Linked DNA regions of Mus musculus: region 2 is linked to region 1. Evidence: chromatin contacts called from public Hi-C data. All regions are on one chromosome and are shown on one strand. The core of a region is the stretch at or near the end of the contact, and the rest is flanking DNA. Distances in the headings are between cores, read along the strand shown. Region 1 overlaps Rapgef2 (Rap guanine nucleotide exchange factor (GEF) 2). Region 2 has its middle 69 kb from the start of Gm36442.

The links. Hi-C and Micro-C count contacts between places; a contact is called where the count stands out from the background.
Region 2: a Hi-C map of liver shows a contact between it and region 1, with 2.7 times the contacts expected there. The contact joins two enhancer-like sites. A contact is called at or near these places in 5 of 484 Hi-C or Micro-C datasets (the HL-1 cell line, brown adipocytes, embryonic stem cells and 2 more) and 1 of 9 other capture datasets (embryonic stem cells).

What each region holds. Positions count from the first base shown.
Region 1 is chr3:79,083,942-79,090,073 of GRCm38.p6, forward strand. Rapgef2 (Rap guanine nucleotide exchange factor (GEF) 2) reads right to left here. Exons shown (of 24, transcript NM_001310536.2): 12 at 4,704-4,861; 13 at 3,904-4,144; 14 at 1,804-2,187. Among named protein-coding and RNA genes, the nearest start is that of Gm52609, 30 kb to the left of the region's middle. Within about 2 kb of position 4,745, at least 42 of the 459 cell types and tissues checked have an H3K27ac peak or open chromatin away from gene starts, as enhancers often do. A contact at or near this core is called in liver, where this site is marked.
Region 2 is chr3:79,440,158-79,446,944 of GRCm38.p6, forward strand. It overlaps a transcript of Gm17359 not described here. Among named protein-coding and RNA genes, the nearest start is that of Gm36442, 69 kb to the right of the region's middle. Within about 2 kb of position 5,139, at least 23 of the 459 cell types and tissues checked have an H3K27ac peak or open chromatin away from gene starts, as enhancers often do. A contact at or near this core is called in liver, where this site is marked.

The sequences.
Region 1 (6,132 bases), core at 3,495-5,994:
ACAAATTCCAGGAGCCAGGTCTCCCTTCTAACACGTGGGTCCAGGGATTAAACCCTGGTGACCAGGCTTGGTAGCTGGTGCCTTTAGTGGCTGGCCCTTCTGTTTTGTTTGTTTTCTGCAATAACAAATGAACTATTTCTTCATCAGACTGTGTCATGTGATAAAGATTGAATATGATGATCAGTAATGACCAACTCTGTGTCTGGACCTAGACATAACTCCAAAGTACTTCCCAAACTAAACTTGTACCAAATAAGTCATGGTCACCACTAGGTGGTCTGCTGCTAGTCTGACCCACTACAGCTTTTTGAATCCTGGCTAAAACTATCACATCCAAGAAGTATGTTCAACTAATCATGAGATACACCAACTAAAACATGCAATGCCTTCATCCAGCACTGGTCAACAGAAAGGACCTGATTCTTCTCCATGGCAACATTCAACCATATGATATACATTGCTTCCAAAGTTGAACAAAAGTTCAACTGGTCTAAAGTTGACCTTCATCCACCACACTGACCTGACTTCTACCACAATTTTTGTAGGGAAAATGCTTCTACAACCATCTGGATGAAGAAAATATTAAGTTGTAGTTGAATCCTAAAACATAGATTTTGGAAAAGACAAATCTATTTCTTACTGGTAAGCATACTTTGACTGTAATAGGTCCTATTTTGATAAACATGTTTGATTTTTATTAGATTTAAAGCTTTCAATCTATTTAATTTAAATATAATTATAAGATGTAAAGTTCAGAGTCTGACACGACAATTCCTTTTGCAGCAGACTCATAAACACAGTCCAGCATGTGGCTCATAACAAGTATTTGAAAAAACAAAGATTGGGTAAATATTCCATCATAAAAATTATACTAGCTATGAGTATGAAGACCATGCACAGTAAGCACTTTACTCACAGAGCCCTCTCCCCGGCCATCAAGAAAGTTTAAGTTATAAGAAATAGAGGAGGGTGTGGTGGCAACATGTGTAATCCCAGCAGATGAGAAACAGGATTCTGAGTTGTATGCCAGCCTGGACTACTGCAGAGAGAGCCTACTGCAACACTTTTATTTTAGGGTTTTACTGCTGTGAATAGACACCATGATCAAGGCAACTCTCCTAAGGACATCATTTAAATGGGGCTGCCTTATAGGTTCAGAGGTTCAGTCCATTATCATCAAGGTGGAAACATGGTAGCTCCAGGCAGGTATGGTGCAGGAGGAGCTGAGAGTTCTACATCTTCATCTGATGGCTGCTAGCAGAATACTGGCTTCCAGGCAGCTAGGATGAGGGTTTTAAAGCCCACACCCACAGCGACACACCCACTCCAACAAAACTACACCTCCTAATAGTGCCATTCCATGGGGCAGAGAATGTACAAATCATCACAACCCATCAGCCTCTGAAGAAAAAACTAAGATTTTGAATCAGAAATAAAGAATTGCTTGTTGAATCACTTACGTCTTATGTCTTAGTGTACATGAGGCTGTACAAAACCAACAAAACACATACACACACACACACACAGGGTCAATTATGAACTAATATATATTGGTAATTACATGGTGTTCTGACACTGATATATATATATATATATATATATATATATATATATTATATATGTGTGAGCGTACAAGTATATAATATATAATTATATAATGTATAATATATAATCTATCATTCATATATACATATATGTATATGTATGTGTGTGTGTGTGTGTGTATATATATATATATATATATATATATATATATATATATATATAAATAAAGTCAGTTTCACCTAGGACAGCTCCTCTTACCTGATGATTGCAAACATGGAGTTAAAATTCTTGCATTCCCTGCAGTGCAAGGCAATCTTGATGAAATGCTTAATGATCTTCATCCTCTTCAGCTGGTTTGTTTCCCGCAGGATTTCAGAAGCCACCCAAAATGTTTCCTGGTTAATGACTTCCTCAAATTTCTTCAGGTTGGCACAGCTGGTTTTTGATTTGAGTTTAAATAAATCATCTATGTATTCAGTAGGCTCAATGTTGCGGAAGAGTTCAAAGTTCCTCATGGAGAGCTGCGTGGCAACCTCCACGGTGCTGAGCTGAAGGAGGGAGATTTGGCTCTCTCGCAGCAGCTCCTGGGCATCTTCATCTGAGCAAAGCGTTTCTGTTTCCATGTTGTTTTTCAGATAATACCTGAAAGAAACAGAAGCTCTTCAGATGCCAAGCTGAGCGGCAAGCCTGTGGGACTCCTAAAGGGAACATTGCTAGCTCCCTGGGTGGGGGGTGGGGGTGGGGTGGGGGAGGACTAAGAGACTGGTGTAAGAGTTCTTTTCATCCATCACGGGCAGTACAGATACCACCCCGTGCCACCAGCTCACAGCAGCACTAGGTAAGCAGAACTGAGCAATCCATGGGAAATTCCTTTGTGCCAGTTCTGTAGTGTGTTCTCCCCACGACCCACCCCCCACTCCTGCCACTGAAATACTTCTAGCTTGTTTGCCAAAGGTGACAGAAGAGAGCTATTTACCAGATTAGATAAACATCAACTCAAGTCATAGCTCAGTTTCCTAGTGAAGAGGGAATCTGCCAATTGCTGGGTCTACACTAGCTCAAATGAAGTTTACTTATTTATTTAATGCTTAGAAGACTTAATAACTGAGCTCGCGGGATGGCTCAGCAGGCAGATACTCATCAAGCTAAGAGATCTGAGGCTACAAAATTGTTATCTGACCTCCACACACTTACTGCAGAATATGTGGCCATACAAACACATCACACACATACATACCTACAAACACACAAACACACACACACACACACACACACAATTGGGAGAGGAGACACCCAAAGCAGTTTGTTTTCCTCTATTTGATCTTAAAACAGATTTTTATAGATCTGTTTTACATGTGAGTGTCTTGCCTGCATGCATGTATGTGTACCACATGTATCCCTAGTGCTCTCAGGAGTCAGAAGAAGGTATAGGATCTACCCCAGAACTGGATGACTGCCATCCATCGCATGGGTGCTAGAAACAGAACCCAGGTCCCCTCCAAGACCAACAAGTGCTCCTAACTGCTAAGTCATCTCTCCTACTCCCAGGTTTTAACTTTCAAGTATCTAGATTTTCTAGGGAAGTGGGAGGTGTTACCCCAATTTGTCAGAATAGCAAGCAGGCATTTGCAGCCAAATGGCTGGTCAATATGGATGGTACTGTGACCTTTTTAAGGAACTCACTGAAAATAGGACCCCCATATTTGCTCTGTAGCTTCTCTCTCCCCACTTATTGGCAGGCAGATGCCTTCTCCACATGAAACTCTAGGAACACAGAGCAAGCAGAGTGAGGGTCCTACTAACTGGTCTTTTACACACTTCACAAGACATTTAGGACAGGTAAGAGACAGCCTGTGCCTTGATGGGTACAGACTAATGTGCTCCACTGTGATTCCTCTGATACCCAGGCTCTCCTGAGTGGTGAATGGGAAGCAAAGCTGAAACCCAGTAGCCATCTGCAGGATTACAGACCTATCAGTGTATATGCAGGGGACTCCTCACCTCTGACCCCCTAAGAAGTATTATTAGTGCTGGGGCTGGGAAGAGACATGACATGCAAGGGAGTTTTAATCACAAGTTGAAAGCACAAGGTTAGAAAGTCATGGTTTAAACTCATACCAGGTAAAAGTCAAGAACAATGACATTCTAAAGAAAATTAGAAGGGGGAAAAAACAAAAAGCCAGCAAACAAAGAACCCAATTTATTCATGGGACTGATTTCCCTAAGAGTGCTCAGTTGGCAAGGTCTTGGGTTCAAGTTTCACCAATTGTAAAAACAAAGCAATCGCAACAGCACCGGGCTAGTCTCTTCAAGGATGCGGGCTCAGAGAAGGAAGAACTCTGGTGAGACAGACTGTACCTTCCACTCAGTTGTATCCTGTCGGCAAGCTTGGAAAGCTGATCTGGGAGTCGGCGTTGTTTGATAACTCCCTCTGGTGTGACTGAGACCTCACAGAGGGAATACTGCTCTGGGGTGGCAGTGACAGCAAACTCTCTGATGGCCTGGATGACCACTTCCTTTGCGGTGGTGTCCTTGCTGATCATGATGTACCTGCTTTGTTGGTCAGCCTTGAAAACTCTCAGTACCTGATCTGGCAAGTCTAGGGGAAGGAGAAGCCACACAGAAGCAGAATAAATGTTACTAGATGGCAATGTGATTAGAGTAACACACCATCTCCCTCCCTGACAGAGTTGTGACATGCTACATGCAAAGCCACATTTCCCTCACTGATAACTACATTGTCAAAAGACAAGTGCATGAGTTTTACACACGAGCACATACAAAATATAAAAAACACATATCAAAATGAGCACATACATGCATTTGTGAGAGTATCAAAAAATTTCCATCTACAGATAATCTTCATTATAAAGAAGAGCCCATTTAGCTTACCGAAAATATGCCTCCTGATTTATTTACTAGGTATAACTTAGTAATAAGTATAGAGTACGTTATTCTTCATTTTATCAAAGGTTTAACCACATCAGAATGGTTTTCAGAATACTACAAGAACTAGTCCCAGTGTTGAGTTTGAGGCTTGTTCTGAATCTTGGTGAACAATAAACCATCCATGCCCCACTGCCAAACATGCATACAATGTCACTACTGCATCTGAAAGAGAAAGGTCTCTGAACTGGCAGAAAGGCTGCGGCGCTCACCAGGAGTAGTGCTGAAGTCCAGAATCCGGTGGTGTGACTGCAGCAAGTCAGGGTTACTGGAGGACAGCGTTCCACTGACAGGCAGGGCAGCTGGGATGTGCTTGGTCTGCCTCAGTCCTACGATGCTATCATCTTGAGACTGACCAATCCCAATATCACTGAAAAGAACAGATTTTAAAAAATTAATTATTAGCAAGGTAAAGGCTCTAAGTCACTACAGATCATGAAATAAGCCATTTTCACTTAAACTTGCAATTAATGTAAAAATATTGAAAACTGTTAAGGCTCATGATGCGAAACATATTCAGTCCAGCTCACTATCTTTTAAACAGTTAGTAGGTTTCTCTACAAGCTGTCTTTTTAATAAGTTATAACCATAACCATTATTTATGTTTTTAGTACAAAAATACAGAAGAGGAAATGTGCTGCTATATCTGACTGAGGGAATGGAAATGAACCTAAGACAAAGTACACGGGAAAAAATCCACTTGAGTTCACTATGCCAGGAGCTCGGCAACAACCCAGACAGCTGCTTCATGGTCTGATCCTCACGATGAGGAACTGAGGAAAAACAAAGGGGGACGGAAACCGAAACTGCCCTACTTACACTCTTGTAAGTAGCAGAACAAACCACTGTGGAGTTCAAGTGTGAGGGCACCCTGACACAGACCCCATCTCTCAGTGACAGAATGTGAGCATGCAGCGTGCATGACCACACTGCGGGCTTGGAAGGATGGGCAGTGCAAATGCAGTGATTGGCTTCTAATTCTCTGCAAGGTTTATAGTCACATGTTTAAATTCTCCATAAAAACATGTGCATTGCTGATGGCTACAGACTCCTTTCTGCTTATAGAAAATCTGCTTAGTGGCCACTTGTGTGTTTGTGCAGCATCTTGCAACATGGCTGGGGAGGGCCATGGCTCTAGAGCCTCTTGAACTAGGATTATAAGCGTGGACCACCACACCTTACTTGGGGATAACACTTAAAACACAACTTGACAACATATAAAATTATTGCTTGATTGAAAGGTCAAGTGTTTCCAAAAGAAAGCATACAATAAAACAAGTATAAAATAAAAAAGTAACTAGATTATATACAAATGTCTACAGTTCCAATTCCACAAATACTTTGAAACAAAACAGAAATTCACTAAATTTGGGATATAAATTGGGTATCTCAAGACAATTTTAGTGTAAATTCTCCTTCGCATATAGAAGAGCCTGGCACAAAAACAAAGTTCTGTTTAAGCATGCACACGCACAGTTGGGCATATAAAAACCTGAAATATTAATGTTCTGTGCATGATAGAAGTCTTTACATTAGTAGAGTTTTATTTTTCAATCACATAAATGTCTTTGCCAAAAATATGAGATGTGGCTGGGCATGGTGGCGCACGCCTTTAATCCCAGCACTTGGGAGGCAGAGGTA
Region 2 (6,787 bases), core at 3,889-6,388, 360 kb after region 1:
AATGAGTAGTAGGATACCGTCATTTGTGCACTGTGTGATGAGGAGTGGGGCACTGTCATCTGTCCACTGTGTGATGAGCAGTCGGGCACTGTCATCTGTCCACTGTGTGATGAACAGTCGGGCACTGTCATCTGTCCACTGTGTGATGAGCAGTCGGGCACTGTCATCTGTCCACTGTGTGATGAGCAGTGGGGCACTGTCATCTGTCCACTGTGTGATGAGCAGTGGGGCACTGTCATCTGTGCACTGTGTGATGAGCAGTGGGGCACTGTCATCTGTCCACTGTGTGATGAGCAGTGGGGCACTGTCATCTGTCCACTGTGTGATGAGCAGTGGGGCACTGTCATCTGTGCACTGTGTGATGAGCAGTGGGGCACTGTCATTTGTCCACTGTGTGATGAGCAGTGGGGCACTGTCATCTGTGCACTGTGTGATGAGCAGTGGGGCACTGTCATCTGTGCGCTGTGTGATGAGCAGTGGGGCACTGTCATCTGTCCACTGTGTAATGAGCAGTGGGGCACTGTCATCTGTGCACTGTGTGATGAGCAGTGGGGCACTGTCATCTGTGCGCTGTGTGATGAGCAGTGGGGCACTGTCATTTGTCCACTGTGTGATGAGCAGTGGGGCACTGTCATTTGTGCGCTGTGTGATGAGCAGTGGGGCACTGTCATTTGTGCACTGTGTGATGAGCAGTGGGGCACTGTCATTTGTCTGCTGTGTTCAGTGCTTCAGTTTTGCAAATGAGTAAAAGCAAATTGCACCACCTCTCATTGTAGCGAATAAAGCGATAGATTTCCTATCTAGAGAAAGGAACGTGCTCCAAACTGACACCAAGCAGCTCCAACGCCACGCCTTCCCTTTCTTCCCTCACCACTCACAAAGAAGCAAGGGATGTCCAGGAAGCACCAGCATAAATAAAGGAGGCCTGGGCTGCTGAAGCTGGCAGGGGCCACTGGACGGCTTATGTGCCAATGTCAGGAGTGACACTGCACTCTTAATCGGGAGCCTCAGATGATCTATTAGGTATTTGGACACCTGCTTCTGAGGCTATGTGCATGGGACTGCTTGATGCAATGGTCACTTCATATAAGTCACTTTAAAACACCGAATGAGAAGCATCCAGCCCCTCTGCGTGTTTCCACGTTGCAAGCAGGTTCTTGGCACCGGGAGCGTTTGCAGTATGTTGTTGTTCTGTGCTAGAGGACGGGTTGGAGTAGATTTCGGAGCCTGCGTAGGGGAGCCCAGCTGGAGTCCAGAAGGGCAACCAGCAATGTGCTGGTGACATCATTAGTCACATTCTGGAGCTCAGGGAAGGAAGCCAATCTGGTAAATTAATGAAGACGTGTTCACTCAAGGCACAGAGACGATTCCTGTTTCACTCCTTTAACTCAGTGTAGTGGTAGAATGTTTAAAAAGCCTTTACAATAAAGTGGTCATGATTCCTGGGAAATAAAAGCAATAAAGCAAACTCAAGTGCCCACAGCACTAGGTTTGAAGCATAGGTGCATGTAATAATGCGCAAGACTGAACAATCTCTGAGTGGGTGCTTTGTTCCAAGAGGGAAAAGAAAAGCTGCGTGTACATCTTCCCTTTCTCTGTCTTAAAAGTAGCATTTGCAATGTTATTCTGTCTGCCATAGTTGGACTGGAGATCCAGGGACCTCTCCTACTTTCTCAAACACCTTCCTTGGGGAAACAGTTTGATTTTTATCATTTCAGCTGGATAGATTTTATGCTATATGAAGTCACACTGTTTACATTTAAATAGTCTCTACCTTACCTACCCTTCCAATATAATTTCTGTCATATATGAGCCATTTCATAAATTTGTTTTTTTGAACAATTAATGGTATGAAAACCGTAGACATTTTCTTTATGTGGGATGGAGAAACTACTAAGTAAGAACAAGAGATTAGATTCAAGCAGGTGTTAGAAGTTATCTTCCAGGCTGAGAAGGTGGCTCCGTAACTATGCTTGCTGAGCAAATACCAGGGCTGAGCTGAGTGCAGATTCCCCAGCATTCCCACATGAACTGGGTGTGGCAGGGCACATCTTTAACCATAGCACAGGGGAGGGAAGTGGGTAGAGGTAGTCAGAATAGGGGGGCCAGACGTGGGAGGATGCCCCGGCTCGCTAGCCAGCTAGTCTCCAAGTTCGGTCAGAGACCCTGTTTTAAAAAATAAGGTGGATCTCTCACTTACTAGCTTGAACCACAACAGACATTTAGAAACCAAGGAAAAAAAAAAAGAGTTACTAAATATCAAAAAGGGCGTACAGTTTAGTAAAGGTCTAGTTTCGCCTCACAAATGTATCTAAAGAAATGCAACTTTATAGCACTTAAGAAGTTAGGCTCATCCGATTCCTTACAGTAGCCATTCTCAACCCGTGAGTTGCAACCCCTTTGGGGGCTCAAATTATCCTTTCGCGGGGTCATATATCAGATATCCTGCATATCAGATATTTGTTATGATTCATAACAGCAAAATAACAGTTACAAAGTAGTAAAAGTATAATTTTGTGGTTGGGATCTACTACAACATGAGGAACTGTATCGAAGGGTCACAGCATTAGGAAGGCTGAGAAGCACTTAGAAGCCTTAGAGCCTTTCTTGTTTAACATATGCAACCAGATGCTTTTGTGTTTGTGTGAGGGATGATATTTCCCTTTCTTGGTCATTTGTTGTCTCTGACATTCTCATTTTTTTATGTTGTGTTTCAAATACACTTTGTATTTGTAAAGGATTACTGTAGATTGTGTTCTGTTATGATGATAATATTATCCAAGGAAATTGTATAAAGTGTTGTCAATTTGATTATTGACACAAATAACATGCTTACAAATAAATTGTGGTGTTGATTACAAAAAAAAAAAAGTAAGGTAGAGAGCAACTGAGGAAAATGCTTCAAGCTGATCTCTGGTCTCCCTCTGCACACCACATGCACACATGCACACAGACTAGCATGGACATGCATATAACACAAACACAGATTGGCCATGCTTCATCATGACTGATTATCCTTGAAAGTTTAGCATTCACATAATTCCTTAGTGTCCATTTCGCTTGTTTCTAGGCACAGCAGTTTAAAAAAATGCTTATTCATGTCCCCGTGTATGTCTTTGCTACATGACGTGGACATCTGGAAAGTCCCTGAACATACACTGGATGTATGCTTATACTGTAAAATCTGGCTAAGGCATCTATTATTTAAAGACAGGAACAACAAAACATCGCTGACACTGTAAGAAAAACAAGAACAAACCAAACCAAAACCTGAGAGAACAGCTCGCTGAAAAAGCAATTCATCACCCAAGGGTCACAGTGTAGATGCATGCCACCCTTTACACAAGTTACAACTGTACAACAGAATAGCTTCTGGGTCTTTGGGGTCATCAGTTGTCTTATTTGGCCATAATTTGGGGTTCAATATTACCTTTTGACTTTATTTTAAGTAGGTTGTTAAAATCAAAGATAGACCCTTGGTTTTGCCAGTATCCTGAAGTCCAAACATCAAGCAAGTATGGTAGGCATGTGCCTTCTGGAGAATTCTATGAGGCACTGTACCTAAGAAGCACAGCATCTTGGCCTATGGAATGGGCAGAGCTAGGAATATGGCTCAGCAGTTGAGCATTTGCTATACCCATGGGGACCTGGGTCCAATTCCCAGCACCCATGTGGAGTCTCTCACAATGATCAATAACTCCAGTTCCAGGGCATCTGACACCCTCTTCTGGCTTCTTGGGTAAATGGCATGCATGTGGTACATACACATGCATTTAAGCAAAACGTGTACAGTTTTTTAAAAAATTCCTTGGGGCTGGAGAGATAGCTCACTCACTGTTCTTGGAGAGGACCATGTGAGGAAGCCACAACTGCCTGTACCTCTAGTTCCAGCGCCCTCTTCTGGCTTCCAAAGGCAACATTGCAAACACACACACATACACGTTTTATATATATATATATTATACAGGGAAAGAGACACAGATAGACAGACACCTAAATAGAAAGAAAAAATTTCCTTAAAAAGAGAGGATAGCTTCTTATAAGCCCTGTTCTTTCCATTGGGCAATAGTTATCCTTTGCTTTTAAACGTTTTTCTATCAATAGCTGCCTAATATGTATGTTCTTTTGATCTGTCTGGTTTAACAACAACAATAAAAAAAACCAACCCAACTTTTGTTTTTTAGTAGTGTCTATGATATAGGCTGTTGATCCAGGGTCAAATAAGCACTATTCCAGGGGGAAAGATGAAATGTTTAGAGAGTAGTGTATGTACAGCATAATCATAAATAATTCTAGGGTGGTGTGTCAAGATGGAGAGCCAATCAAAGGAAACAAAGCTGTACTTAACTCACTTAGAATATGTGTGGCACCAGTCTGGAGCATCATGACACGCTGTCCCACCTTCCAAAACCTCTGCCCTCATGAAGGGCTGAGTGGTGATGCCTGGCTGCAGTCAAGGCCAGGCTGGCCTCTGGAGGTGGGATGGAGAGCACCCACAGTAAGGGTAGGGATGGTCTTTTCAAGTAGCCAGCATCTCTGAAATATTCCCCCATCTGTTGCTGTTCATCATCAGCAACCCCCTGCCCCATGAGCCTATGCAGAAGGCTAGCTTGAAAACGGGAAATATGAAGAAATTCATCTTAAAGCTCTCTCTTGAGCGATCTGATGGTAGGTGTGGGCTGCACTGAAGATGTAAAAAGATCCATGTAAATAAAGGTCTCCCGGGAGTGTCCCAAGGAGAGAAGAGAGGGAAGGACTTGTCCCTTAGACAACAAAGGACCTGACAAGTGCTTCTGTATGTGTAGCTCAAAACTTCCCCTTTGCCAATGGGACTTTTTTCACTTCCAGAATTAGAAAGAGCAAATATTGATGGTGCCTTGAGGAAGCAGCCAATGAGAGAGCCATATCCTTAGGGAAGAACTTAAGAGAGAGCAGGTCATTAGGGTCCTCCGCGAAAGCCAGAAATACACGGATACACAATGACATCACTTCATGGTGGGTACGGAAAACGCAAAGCCCCAAAGGAAGCTTGTCTCTGTGAAACTCAAGTGAGTAACTCACTGTGCTATATAGATTAGGTGGGAGGCTGACTCACTGGAACTCAGCACAGTCACTTTGAAAAGTTAACCTCAGAATCCAAGAGACAGCCGCTTAACCACTTATATGGAAGTATTTTTAGTTCCCCAGACAGAGCTCACAAGATGTGGGTCAGGGCAGCAGACAGAAGAGAAAGGGTGGCTTCAGGCACCGTGGGTGCTGGCCGCTTTGGTGCTCCAGAATAAATAGCTATTTTAATCAGCTTATGACAACATTCAAGCCAGTGACCAAGAGGCCACTGAATTGTTTGGTCATGAACCAAAGCAGCCACGGAGTCCACGAGGTCCCAGCTCCACACAAAAGGCAAGACACCTGGAACCAGGGCAGCCCGTCTTCACGGCCCCTCCTCAGCACCTGGAGTGTTTTCTCTGTCACAAGCATCCACAGGAAAGCCAAGCTTGCCCTGTCAGTTTTAGACACTTACGTAAGAAAAGGCCAGCCAGTTTTTCCTGAGTGCTAAAACCTATTTTCTCTCCTCAGCCCATTTCTTGATGTTCAGGCTGCTAGGAAAAATTTGGTCATCTCTGAACCAGCAGTTGTAGCGGAAATATCAAACATTGTTGTGTAATAAAACATTTTTAAATAGTAAAAGAAGTAGTCAATCTAAGATCATTCCCACTGTCTGCCAAGCCCTTCACTATGTGCAGGATCGCCGGCTTTCTAACTGGAGATAGAAAAAAAAATACACTTTTTAAAAATTTTTATTGATGCAAGCAAAATAGACCATAAATGTGTTCTATGTCAGAACCCACTAAAGATACTAAAGACACAGAAACATAAAGGGACTGGGGCTGGGGCTTAGTTGTGGAGAACTTGTATAATGGGGGTGACACTCTTATTCAATCCCACTAACACACACAGAGACACAGACACACACACACAGACACAGACACAGACACAGACACAGACACAGACACACACACACACACACACACACGCTGGGAAGATCACTCAGCAGTTAAGATCACTGGGTGCTTCTTGCAGAGGACCTGGGTTTGGTTCCCCATATCCACAGGATGGCTCACAACCATCTCTGACTGCAGTTCTAGAGGATCTGACGCCCTGTTCTGGCATCTGCAGGCATTGCACATAGGTACAGGTAAAACACTCATACACAAAATGTTTACTCTAAGTTTTTTTTTTTTTTTAACAAATGAGAATTAGGTAAAATTGAAGGTAGTGCTAACAGTAACAGGGCAGAAAGAATTTTAAAAATTTAAAAGAAGGCAATGAGGCTGAAGAGATGGCGCATCAGGTAAGACATTCGCTGCCAACCCTGATGGCCTGAGGTTTGATCTCTGGGGCCCACACCGTAGAAGAAGGGAAATGACTTTGGCAAACTGTTCTTCGGCCTACACACATGCACCATGGCACACATGAGCACACAAAGAGATAAACGTACTTAAAAAAATATGAATGAAATAGCCTGAGAAGTTAGACTGCTAGAGAGAAGAGATTTGAAAACACAAACTTCAAGGACTCCCTGAGGAGGATGTGGCCCAGCACCAGAGAGCTGCTGGGATATCAGACTAGAATGTGTGGAGAGCAATCAGTCTGGCACACGGGAAGGTGATGCTAAGAGCCACCAGGGTGCACTGGTGGGAACTCAGGGCCAAGTAGAGCATGAGGAGGAGGCTACCATAAGCCACTCTCAGTGCATTTAAGGAGCTAAAGGGAACTGCAACCCTAT